Linked DNA regions of Mus musculus: region 2 is linked to region 1. The links are chromatin contacts, called in public promoter capture Hi-C maps. All regions are on one chromosome and are shown on one strand. Each heading gives the region's core, a stretch centred on a gene start, on an enhancer-like site or on the middle of the called end of the contact. The rest is flanking DNA. Distances are from core to core; before and after follow the strand shown. Region 1 has its middle 27 kb from the start of Elovl6. Region 2 holds the start of Rrh (retinal pigment epithelium derived rhodopsin homolog).

Region 1 (5,656 bases), core at 1,054-3,553:
TTGTCAACTACATCTGGAATCAACTAAAATACACGCACTGGGCATTCCTACGAGGGAATGTCGTGAACAGATTGTTTGCAGTGGGAAGACCCACTCTTACATGTGGTTGGGATGATCTGGTGGCAGCCCAGAGTAAAGGACAGGGAAAAAGAAAGCGTTACCTCCGCTTGTTTCCTTTCACTCCTTCTGGCCGGGTTTGTCTACCCTGTTGCTGCAGGGTTCCATCACCAGTATTAAAACCAGCCTCTCTGGGCTCCCAACACAGACTGAAGACCAGGGATCTTCCAGCGCTTCAGTACCACACTGAGATTGCTGAACCATCCAACCTTGTGAGCAGCTCCTGGATTCTTGGCTTCTCCCACGTGGCGCAACCATTGCGGTGTCATGCATACAATGCGCACCACATAGTGCAAACCAATTTCATATTTTTATATTTTATTTTTCATATACTTTTTCATAGTCCTTCTATCAGTTCTGTTCCTTTAGAGGATCCTAATACAAATGGCTGAGTTGGGTGGCAGATGGCTTCTGATAGAGCCAAAAGTTGTTTGATCAGGGTATTGTAAGTCATTAGGAACCTATTTTTTCCTCCAAATAGATAGACAGGTGTGGGCACAAGGAACACACAAGCAAAGTCTGTGTGAATTCTAAGTCTCATTCCTGTCTCCATTGAAGAGCACCATGAAGAACAGTACTGGGGCTGACATGGAATTATCCAGGGAGGGCCCAGATCCCATGACCTCTGTGTGGTGTGCCACTGTACACCTGAAGAGTCCATGCCCTGCACTCTTTGAATCTAGTACTGTCGGTGAGATAGGTCGTCTCTGATTGAACAAGTAGAAAATGCTGTGAGATAGGTAGTCTGATTGAACAAGTAGAAAATGTTGTAAATCTGGTCTAGCAGTGCAGGTAAAGTCCATTGTCTCTGCACAGGAATGTTATAGAGAGGTCCTCAGCATTAGGGGCTGGCTTGAAGTAGCGTGATAGAAAGTTTGACGTAGTCTTCTGGTATCCTCTGGAGCTTGTGAGACTCGGTGTGAGACTCGGTGGAAGGCCCTCGAGTTGAGAGTTTCACAGACCTGCTGGGGCATGTAAGCCATTTACTCTAAATAAACTCTGGCATTTATTTAGAGGCCTCTGACCAAGAGAGCCATAGCTGCCAGTGCCCCAAGGCAAGGGGCCCAACTTCGTGCCACAAAGCTAATGACTTGGAAAGATAAGCACCTGAGTATTTCAAGGGCCCCAAAATGTGGATTAAAATCAGTGTGACTCTGCTTTGCTTGCGTACACAGAGACAAGCATTTAGTAAGAATAGGGAGAGGTGGAGGTGAATATCTGATTTAAGAGGTCCAGGGTCCTTGTCACCTCAGGCTTCCAATATAATAATGGCTTTTATTCTGGTCTCCTCAAGACAAATGGGAGACTTACGATGAGCTGAAGTGGGGAATTCAGACTCCACAAAATTCCCTTTTGTCTAGGAAAGCCCTTAGTTGTCCTAAGCCCGGGACCCTCCCAGTTGAAATGAGGTCTCCATAGATGCTGGAATGACTTCATGCTGAAGTCATGAATGATGCTCATGCTTACTTCAAATGACAAAACCTGGACATTTCATGGGGAGATTTTTGCCTCTGATGGAGAAACATTATGTCCACATGAGGCAAGTTTTTAAAAAGCTAGGACACTGTTTTGATCTGAACTGGGTTACAGACTAATAAATCATACTGACTGAAGAAAGCTACTTCCAGGGGGAAATTTAGGACATGTCTTTGCCTAAGGCCTGTCCAAAGGATGTGTAGTGGTTGGGGATGCTATCTCAGGCACTCCAGTTAGGTGCTGAGTAACCCAAATGGAAGGGTCCTGCCATTTGAAGGTAAATAAGGCATGTGAATGTAACTGCAGAAGAAAGCACCCTTAAACCAGGAGGGTGTGTGTGTGTGTGTGTGTGTGTGTGTTTGTGTGTGTGTAAATGGGAAGTATGCAGTGGATCAGGACAATGGTTACTTAGAGTCCTCGAGGTCCTATCCCATTTTATAGACATCCATTTGACGACTTCTTCTTCTTCTTCTTCTTCTTCTTCTTCTTCTTCTTCTTCTTCTTCTTTTTCTTCTTCTTCTTCTTTTCAGAACAAAGCAACTACTTTATTTCCATAAGGAAAGTAGAAAAAAAACGTGAAAGCTCTCAACAATTACCAAAGGAGAGGCCAACGTACTTCCTGTCAACCTACATGGGCCCCACTGAGCTATCAGTTCTCATGAGAAAGACTGGACTCAACACCCAAGTCAGATGTGGAACGGGGCAAAGCCTAAAGTACAGGATACTCCAAACTGCTGACAAGGCTTTGCAGTTAGCACACATGCTGCCAGCAGGAAAGGAACCGGCCACCGAGTCATAAACATTGCAAAGCAATCAGCACGGTATCTCAGACAGGCAAAACAGAAAATTACTTTCTGGACACAAAAGAGGAAAAATGAACCCAAGGCATACAATGCAAAATCAATACAGGACCAATCTAGCTTGAAACTAAGAGAGCAAGAGAAGCCTGAACCCAGGCCTTGCTGTGAGGACTGAAGGGCTACAAAGGTAGCTATTCTAGCTCCCCCGTGAAAGGCCTAACATTCCCCCAAGCACAGTGTCTCTCAGTGGGAACCCACACTTCTGTTCAGACATTAGTTGTTTCGGCCTTTTTCTCCTATCCCCAGGGAGACTATCATATATTCATACACAAAAAAAGTAAAGGTCTAGGATTTTCCACACTTTTTACACTACTGGTTATTATCAATATTTCATCTTGAAGTTTAAAATTGCACTAAACTCATGCACTAACCCCTAACATGGCACTACAATATGCTATCAAGCACTACTGCTTACAAAACTATACACATCTCAAAATGGAAGACATTGGTGATTTTGTTGTTCTTCAACAACTTGTAACACTTGTCCACAAGTATTAATATATATATTAATATATATATATATATATATATATATATATATTGCACATATCCCATTTTTGTTTGTGTGTGTGTGGCACATTTCCATTTATAGTCTTACTTGGGTTTTCTTCTTAATAGCAGCAAAAACTACCATTTTAGAGTTGTGCCTCCATCTATAGCTGTGCCTCCTCCCTTCTTCATGTAAGATGGCAGTTTTTCTTTTGAAGCACTGGAGCAAATGGGGGACACTTCCCTAGCAGTGACAGCCCCTGCCTGCCCAAGGGACAATTCAGCATCTAGGAGGTGCTCTCAACCACCAGCTGGCTTTGTCTTCTAAATAAAAATATAAGTGGCTGGGGCACTTGAAAAATGTGGGTTATAGTTTTGTTTCATTTTGAGACAGCCATTTGACTTCTTTACTGCCAAGACGAGGTTGTTACATGGATAGTTAGACAGACCCAGAAGCACAGTATTTAGGAACCTATCAGTGAGAGGGTATATGCTTTTAACCATAAAGTTTTAAAGGATTCTGGAACCTTCATGGAAAATTGTCAGGGTTCTTAAGGGCAATCTTGATAGAAGAAGCTGTTAGTCATCCAGGAATGGAAGTATCCCAGATTTCATTGCGGTAGGTCTATAGATCTATAGTAAAGACTTTGGAGCCCCAGCCAGTTCTACACTGTGACACGATAGTGAGGGAGACTCTGAAGTCTCGGGATGGCCCTACCTAGGATAGCAATGGAGAAGCTGTGTAGGATTTATTCTCAAAATGCACACAAGAAAAGTTGCTTTCGTACCTTACAGGTACAAGAGCGGTATGAAGAAGGCTAACAGAGAAGGGCAAGGGACAAAAAGACTGAGGAGAAAATGTGGTCAGGGTCCAAAAAGTAGCTTCCACATTGATAAGGAATATAATGTTGGTCCTACCATGTCTAGGGTTATTGAAGTGTCATCAACAAGCTACTTGATGGGGGTCTATGTAGCTTCACACTCCCATCGGGTCTCAAAGGAAGAGGAAATTATTACTTGCTAGGTTCCTCATAGTCCAGGAACAAAGTCAGGGGCCTTTGTCTTTTTTCAGGCCTCACCCTGGTAAAGGATGACCTTATCTCATGAGAAGAAAGAGAGAAAGAGAGAGAGAGAGAGAGAGAGGGAGAGAGGGAGAGAGAGAGAGAGAGAGAGAGAGAGAGAGAGAGAGAGAGAGAGAGAGAGAGATTGCTACTTTCTGTGGAGTCTCACTTTGCAGATTAAATATGGTGCGAGGGTAGGTTTATAGCTCCATAGCTTTGGGCACTCCAGGCTGAAGTGTCATAGCCGGCCACAGCCAGAACAAGAAAGAGTCTTTGACTCACAGCTAGGTTTGTTCCGTTAGACTGAAGCCTGTGGCTGAAGGATGAGACACAGGACAGGCGTTTGCTGCAACCATTTGCTGAGCTTGTCATTTACCTCAAAGTCTCTTCCTGGTCCTTAAAGACTTTGAAGGACATGTGAAGCTTTTGTATCTAATACCTGGGAAAGGTTTGGTTTATAAAATGTATAGCCAGAATGGGTTGGTCTTTCTGACTCTTGGGGAACAGATTAGCACATGGTTTCAGCAATCATGGTAGAAAGAGAACAGTGTTCTTAGAAACTCTCGTTATCTCCTACAACTTGTAATAATGAATGGGTTTGATAATGGCCATTTTCACCTCCTTTAATGAGCAGGTAATAATAAGATTCTAGCAGGTTCCCGCCACCCCATAATTTCCTATGTCTGTGGCATGATATGACAAGCTAGGCTCCACAACAGGCACAGCAATGAAGCTTGGCCTGACTGTTTTATGAATATGAATGTCCTCAATGTAGTCACATGCTGAACAACAGAGACAAGACACATCTTTATGCCTGCAGCAGATCATTGGGATGGTAGGGTTGTCTTGGCAGATTAAATCAAAAGTTACCAGCAGCCCTTTGGATTCCTTAATGAAGATTGAGGTGACCTAGCTAGCCAATCCTACTTTGGATTGTATTTAAGGTAGATTAGAAGTGTCAGTAAATGGTACCAATGTTCCTATCTCAACCCCTTCAAAGGGAAGACTGTTTTGTGAGGTGAAGGTTTTTAACATGAAGTTCCTGGGAGAAGGTGTGAGAGAGTGTGTGCTGGTAGTCTGTAGGGGGAGTCAGGAGGAAGGAGGACAGAGGCTGAGGGAGGGATGGGAGCAGAGTTGCCAGGTGGAGGGGCGGATGGTGGAGGAGGGGTGGATGGTGGTGGAGGGGTGGATGGTGGAGGAGGGGTGGCTGTGGAGGAGGGGGTGGATGGTGGAGGAGGGGTGGATGGTGGAGGAGGGGTGGATGGTGGAGGAGGGGTAGCTGTGGAGGAGGGGTGGATGGTGGAGGGGGGGCGGATGGTGGAGGAGGAATGGATGGTGGAGGAGGGGTGGATGGTGGAGGAGGGGTGGATAGTGGAGGAGGGGTGGATGGTGGAGGAGGGGTGGATGGTGGAGGAGGGGTGGCTGTGGAGGAGGGGTGGATGGTGGAGGAGGGGTGGATGGTGGAGGAGGGGCGGATGGTGGAGGAGAGGTGGCTGTGGAGGAGGGGTGGATGGTGGAGGAGGGGTGGATGGTGGAGGAGGGGTGGATGGTGGAGGAGGGGTGGATGGTGGAGGAGGGGTGGATGGTGGAAGAGGGGTGGCTGTGGAGGAGGGGTGGCTGGTGGAGGAGGGGTGGATGGTGGAGGAGGGGTGA
Region 2 (5,656 bases), core at 885-3,384, 320 kb after region 1:
ACCTGTGTGGGGCAGCTCATAGCCACCTGTAACTGCAGGTCCTAGAAGAAGGACCTGACATCCTCTTCTGGCCTCTGTAGACATCATGTGGTAATAATATCTCTCTCTCTCTCTCTCTCTCTCTCTCTCTCTCTCACACACACACACACACACACACACACACACACACACACACACACAGACACGTAAGTAAAAACAGATAAATTACAGTGAAGCCAGGCAGGGTGGCAATACACCTGTAATCCCAACACTCGGAAGGCAGAATCAGGAAGACTCTGAGTACAAGGCCATCCTTGGCCTAGTAGACACAATAAAGCAAGCTCCTGGTTCAAAAAACTAATTAATTAAATACATATACAAAATAATTAACCTCTACAGTAATACAACAACAACAACAACAATACAGGCCCATGGTAAAAATAATAAACACAGGCCTGTGGTAAAAACGGTAAGTGGAATGATACTTAAGTGCGCCTTTTCCTCAGCTCAAAGTGTTCATTCTTATTTGGGAGCTCAGTGGGTTTTGTTAAAGGAGGAAACTGAGGGGATAGGAAGACTACAGGATACTCGACACACACAGAACAAATGCAGGAAGAGCTTAGATCCACTTCCTTCAGTCCTCTACGAGAAAACATACGCAGAGAACGCATGCTCCGATGTTTCCTAATAAAACTGACCGGTGCAGTCACATGACAGCCCTAACAAAAGGCCTCTGTTCAGAGCCACGCAGCCGCTCAGCTCTTCATCTGTATGAACTAGGAAAACAAAACAAAAACGCAGCTACCAGAGTTCCTTAGGAAATTTCCTTCCCATACTAATCTCATGACCAGTTTTTTTGTTTGTTTATTGTTGTTGTTGTTTTAGTGTTTGTTTGTTTGTTTGTTTGTGACAGTCTCCCTATGGAGCCCAGGTGACTCTGGAATCCTTAGCAATTCTCCTGTTCCAGGCTTCAAAATGCCAGATTAATGTTAGATTTCCCCTGTCACATATTTAATGGAGCCAAAACTTGTATACAGTGCCTCTGTGTAGTGTAATTCTGGAATTGGGGGCTCACTTTTTGCCTCTTACCACCCAGAAGTATTCAAATGAACTAGTTACGGTACCACTAAAATTAAAAGGAAATTGTTATCTATAGCCCACGTCAACTATGAGGTAAAAATAAGTAGTTATGAAGACACATGGAGATATATTTCTCACTGTTTTTGGAAACACACTTGAATTTTTCATAAATGTCAATCCGAAAAGCAATGAACCCAACATAACAGTTACTAAAACTCGCCACTTCTGTGAAGTTTGAGATCAAGTAATTGCTGGTTATAAAAGTCACACCGGCCACTGGTACAGTTTCTGTCATTTCTCTCCTTTTCAACAAACAAGCCTTCATCTCAATCTGATAATTTTATCAACAAGAGCATACCTTGTACCCATGTCCCTTAGGGGCCTTGATTATATATACTCTTCATAAGGAGCTCAGTGGATCCCTGATTCTTATCTTCATTTTGCAAAGGAGACCGTGCAAGAGTAAAAAGCTGAAATCCCTTGGGCCCACTTTCAAAGCTGCCGCCTCCCGTGGCTGCCTGCGGGAGGAGCTGAACTTACACACCAGATCTGCAGCCTCTATCTTTTGCTTTAAACTTCAGCGTTTCCTCTAGTACGTTTTAATCGTGAGCTATTTCCTACCAAGAAAACTGCAAATTATGCATGAGAGTCATAAATGATAGAAAGCATGCTTTTAACCACGATGCACACTCTGCTCATGAATTTAAGGTAAAAACCAAATATACGGACAAGTTTTATTTTAAAGCTTCATTTGATACAAAGTTTTCTTGTCCCTCTTTGCTCAAAAACCTTCCGTCAGGAAGCAGCATATTTTCCCATGTCCATTTTCTGATTGTTACAACCCCAGCCCACCCCATGTTTGAGCTAGCCTGCATCCTGCACCCTTGTGCCCACCACCTCAGTTCTTCTCCCACCCGAGAAGCAGGTCACTGAATAAACACCCGTACCTGCCACAATCAGGTAAGCCGCTATGACGCTGTGCTCAGTCCTTGAAAAGACAGAACCTTCGCTCCTAGAGCCCGAGCTGTTAAAATCCGAAGCCTCACTCAGCATTTTGGAAAGTCAAGACCACCTTTGAAGCAGCCCTCAGCAATGGTGATCGGTCAAGAATGCTCTTTCAGAACAAATCATTTCCGCTTGTAGACCTCAAAGAAAGGCCTTTTCACAAAGACTGTCCATTAATACATAATTGGGCTGAAGAGGAAAAGATTTTAATTCTTAGAATGAGAGAAAAATCTCCTTAGTAAAACAAAGAAATTCCAACCGCCTCACATCTTAAGCACTTTAGGTCCAGGCTTGTATTTATAAGCAGATTACCAAGTAAACACATCCTAGTCTAGCAAAAAAACCACAGGCAAACCCAACTCCAAAAGCAGTCCCTGAAATGAGCTGTTCCGTTATCTTCTGTAGCTATTCAGGTGAGGGACTGCACCTTTGTACTAGAGATCCAACTGTTAACACATTACACACTGGTTTTTTTTCATCTCAGGTCCGTGTGTGTGTGTGTGTGTGTGTGTGTGTGTGTGTGCGCGCGCGCGCGCACGCAAACATGTATTTTCCTTAGCAATAACACTATCAACTCCCATACTTCTAAATCCCTGGATGAATGACACCAATATTGCCTGAGCTAAGAGTTTGAGGTTCTTGCCACTTCTTTCTTTTTAAACAAAAATGAGGTCATCTGTTATATGTAACCAGTATGTCTGTCTGTAACGCACACATGATGAAGCCTGTTCCCCCTAAATACCATCCCATAAAACCCAGTTCGGCTGTAATAGCCAAGTGTTAAATGTTCTACAGCATGGATACACCACGCTCTATGCCACCTTGGTTAATTCTGTATTTTGACATTCACGAGCTCACATTAGTCAACCACTCAACTTAGCAAGGCCACGATAATCCTGATAGTCCGTATGGACACATAAAAACCTAGTGTGAACATGCACAGTTAGGATAAAGAGGAACCTAGGCTACCTTTTAACATCATAATTCCCAAGTTTAGACAGTAGAGCTTCAAAGCAAGGCTCAAGTCACAATTTCTGTATAGTCTAATAGAACCACTAGAGGGCGTATCTGCTCATCACGGGTTCTCTAGAGGCCTTCTTAGTTGCAGTTTTCAGTCTAGGGAACAGGGTGGCCTACCTGACCAGTACTCCAGTGTTCTAAAATGTGAATACCTTAAAAAGAACTTACACCAGGAATCTGAGCCTACTGTGTAAATCTCAGTACCTCAAAGTTCGGGTAGTGGGATTGACTTGAATTTGATTAGAACTGAAATCTTTCAACCAAACCCCAGAGACACAGGGGAGTGAGACACAGCAATGTTTAACTAGTTACGTAGCGTAAAAGGGAAACCACACTATATAACCCTAACAGCCGAGGTCAGCCATGGCTACACAGAATCTGAAGTCAGTCTGGGATATCAGTGTGCAATGTCCAGGTGGTCTGTACACCGACTTCTACAATCTTTCACCTCTGTCACCTTAACAGCCCTTAGTAAGGTTGCACTGGTCCTTGGCGCTAATGCCCTTCCCAAACTCATGTGTGAATGAGAGTGTGCCCTTAGGCTCATGTCTGAGCACTTGGTCCCTAGTAGTGGAACAGTTGGAAAGGATTGGAGGTGTGCCTGTGCGAGTGTCACTGAGAGCTAACTTCAGCGACTCTTCAGTCCATGCCATTTCTACCTGTGGACCCAGACCGAGATGTGAGCTCTCACCTGTTCTGGCCTCCAGGCCTTTACTTTGGCCTCCAGATCACAGCACTGATTCCATTAAGAAAAGTGGGGAGAACTCAGGCACAGGCACAATTACATGCTACTAAAACAAGTACTTAAGAACCAGTCACTCCTGCCACAGCAGCCATCCATGAGAAGTAACCAGTGAGGGAGAAACAGTGCCAGCTGGCACACGGTTCCATGTTGAGCTGGCCGCGCTTATTTCTTGACAGCGATGGAGGCCAAAGCCAATCTCATCTAGGACATGCCTAGCCAGGAACTGGAACATGTGACAGGTAGTCAAATATTTACTTAAAATGAAGACATGTCAGTCTTCCATGTAAAAAAAATTCTTCAGAAAACTTTTAATAACCCACATTTAAATTTCTACCCCTAAATTTCTTGGACTATAGTTTTCACATGAACAGAGCCACTCAAATCTTAATGGACTTGTAATAAAAAAATGTTAAATACTTACTAACTGAAATAGCTTTATCCTGTGTCCTATAAAACACAAAAGTGAAACACAGCAAACACAGCTGGTGAGCCCCTGTCCGAAGGCGGGGGCCATGCTAATTCTAAAGCACTGTTCCAACAGGCTGACTTCACTGAGGACGGACGACACCTTTGTTGCTTTGTAGGATCACTGTATATTTTAGACAAATGTCACCCTACCCTACCCACCACCAGAGTTTCTATCTGTAACCCAATGGGTTTAAGCTTTGCTCTTTCTTTCAAACTTCAAAAAATAGGTTCCGTTCAATAAACGTAAGTTAAGGAAATAAAAAATTTTATTTAAAAAATCCAAATATGCTTCAAATGAAAAGTCCTGTCTTCTCTAAGCACCCACAGAGTGCCAGGTTCTGTACAAAGCGGGGTTCTCCTCTCTGAGCAGAGCTAACTGCCCTGCTCCCCTTGTTTCTACGCGATGCTGCTGACTCAGCTCCACTGACGGAATGGCCTCCTCAAGACTGCTCCAGACACAGACGTCAACCATAGCAGAAGCAGGCCACGCAGCGGGAACACAAGTGGTCAGGTCTGCCAACTGGACAGCTAATGTCCCCTTCCTGATAAAAAAATAAAATAAAAAATAAGCGGGTTTGCAACAGTGCTAGTATCCAGACTTGAACCTTAAAATCAGCAGGGATTCCTGTGATCCTCTGTACATTTACATTACCAAACAAACACTACTGCCATTTGTATTATACATTTGCTTCAAATTACTAACACAACACAGGAACCTGCTGAAGAACTAAGAGAAAGCAATAAAGAGTTGTGTAGTAAAGAGCCATAAACTAAGCCAAGAATATCAGTGTTCTCCATGCTTGCTGGTGGAGGGAAATAAACAACAGAGAGTATCAAGCTACAGTTCCAATTGTTTAAAGACATCTCTGGTCACACTCACCTCGGAATCCGCCACCTCCTCTTCCTCCTCTGAAGCCCCCACCTCCTCCTCTGCCTCCTCTAAAACCACCTTAAAAAGGAAACAGATGTTAATTATAGCCTCTCATTTTCTGATAAACTGTAAAGATTCTACAATTCCTATAATCATAAAAATTAAATATAAATTCATCTACTATATTTTTACAAAACCTTTTAAAGGATAAAAATAGAGAACTTGCAATTTCCCCAGTGGGGCAGTAAGGCACTAAGACTAGCCCCTCTTCCATTTCTCACATTTGTTTTCCATGTGTGCTTGCATGTGTGACAGCATGTACATAGAGATCACTGCATGCACAACTTGTTGAAGGAACTAAAAGAATAAACTTGCATAGTAAGTACATATACGACCACCTCTTGGCATATAATCAAATTACTACTCATTGATAGCTAAAAATTATAATTCAGTTAAAAAAAAAATTCTTGCCAAGCGATGGTGATGCA

What was found. Promoter capture Hi-C pulls out the DNA fragments that hold promoters and counts their contacts.
Region 2: a contact with region 1 is called in a promoter capture Hi-C map of liver, with 1.6 times the contacts expected there. The contact joins the promoter of Rrh here to the enhancer-like site in region 1. A contact is called at or near these places in 3 of 39 promoter capture datasets (embryonic stem cells and liver) and 2 of 115 datasets of contacts at active chromatin or transcription factors (embryonic stem cells and memory CD8 T cells).

Annotation. Positions count from the first base shown.
Region 1 is chr3:129,502,823-129,508,478 of GRCm38.p6, forward strand. No RefSeq gene overlaps it. Among named protein-coding and RNA genes, the nearest start is that of Elovl6, 27 kb to the right of the region's middle. Within about 2 kb of position 2,304, at least 2 of the 459 cell types and tissues checked have an H3K27ac peak or open chromatin away from gene starts, as enhancers often do. A contact at or near this core is called in liver, where this site is marked.
Region 2 is chr3:129,820,371-129,826,026 of GRCm38.p6, forward strand. It overlaps Rrh (retinal pigment epithelium derived rhodopsin homolog), which reads right to left and starts at 2,135. Exons shown (of 7, transcript NM_009102.3): 1 at 2,007-2,135. The coding sequence starts at 2,112. It overlaps Gar1 (GAR1 ribonucleoprotein), which reads right to left. Exons shown (of 7, transcript NM_026578.3): 6 at 5,178-5,246; 7 at 4,542-4,839. The coding sequence ends at 4,826.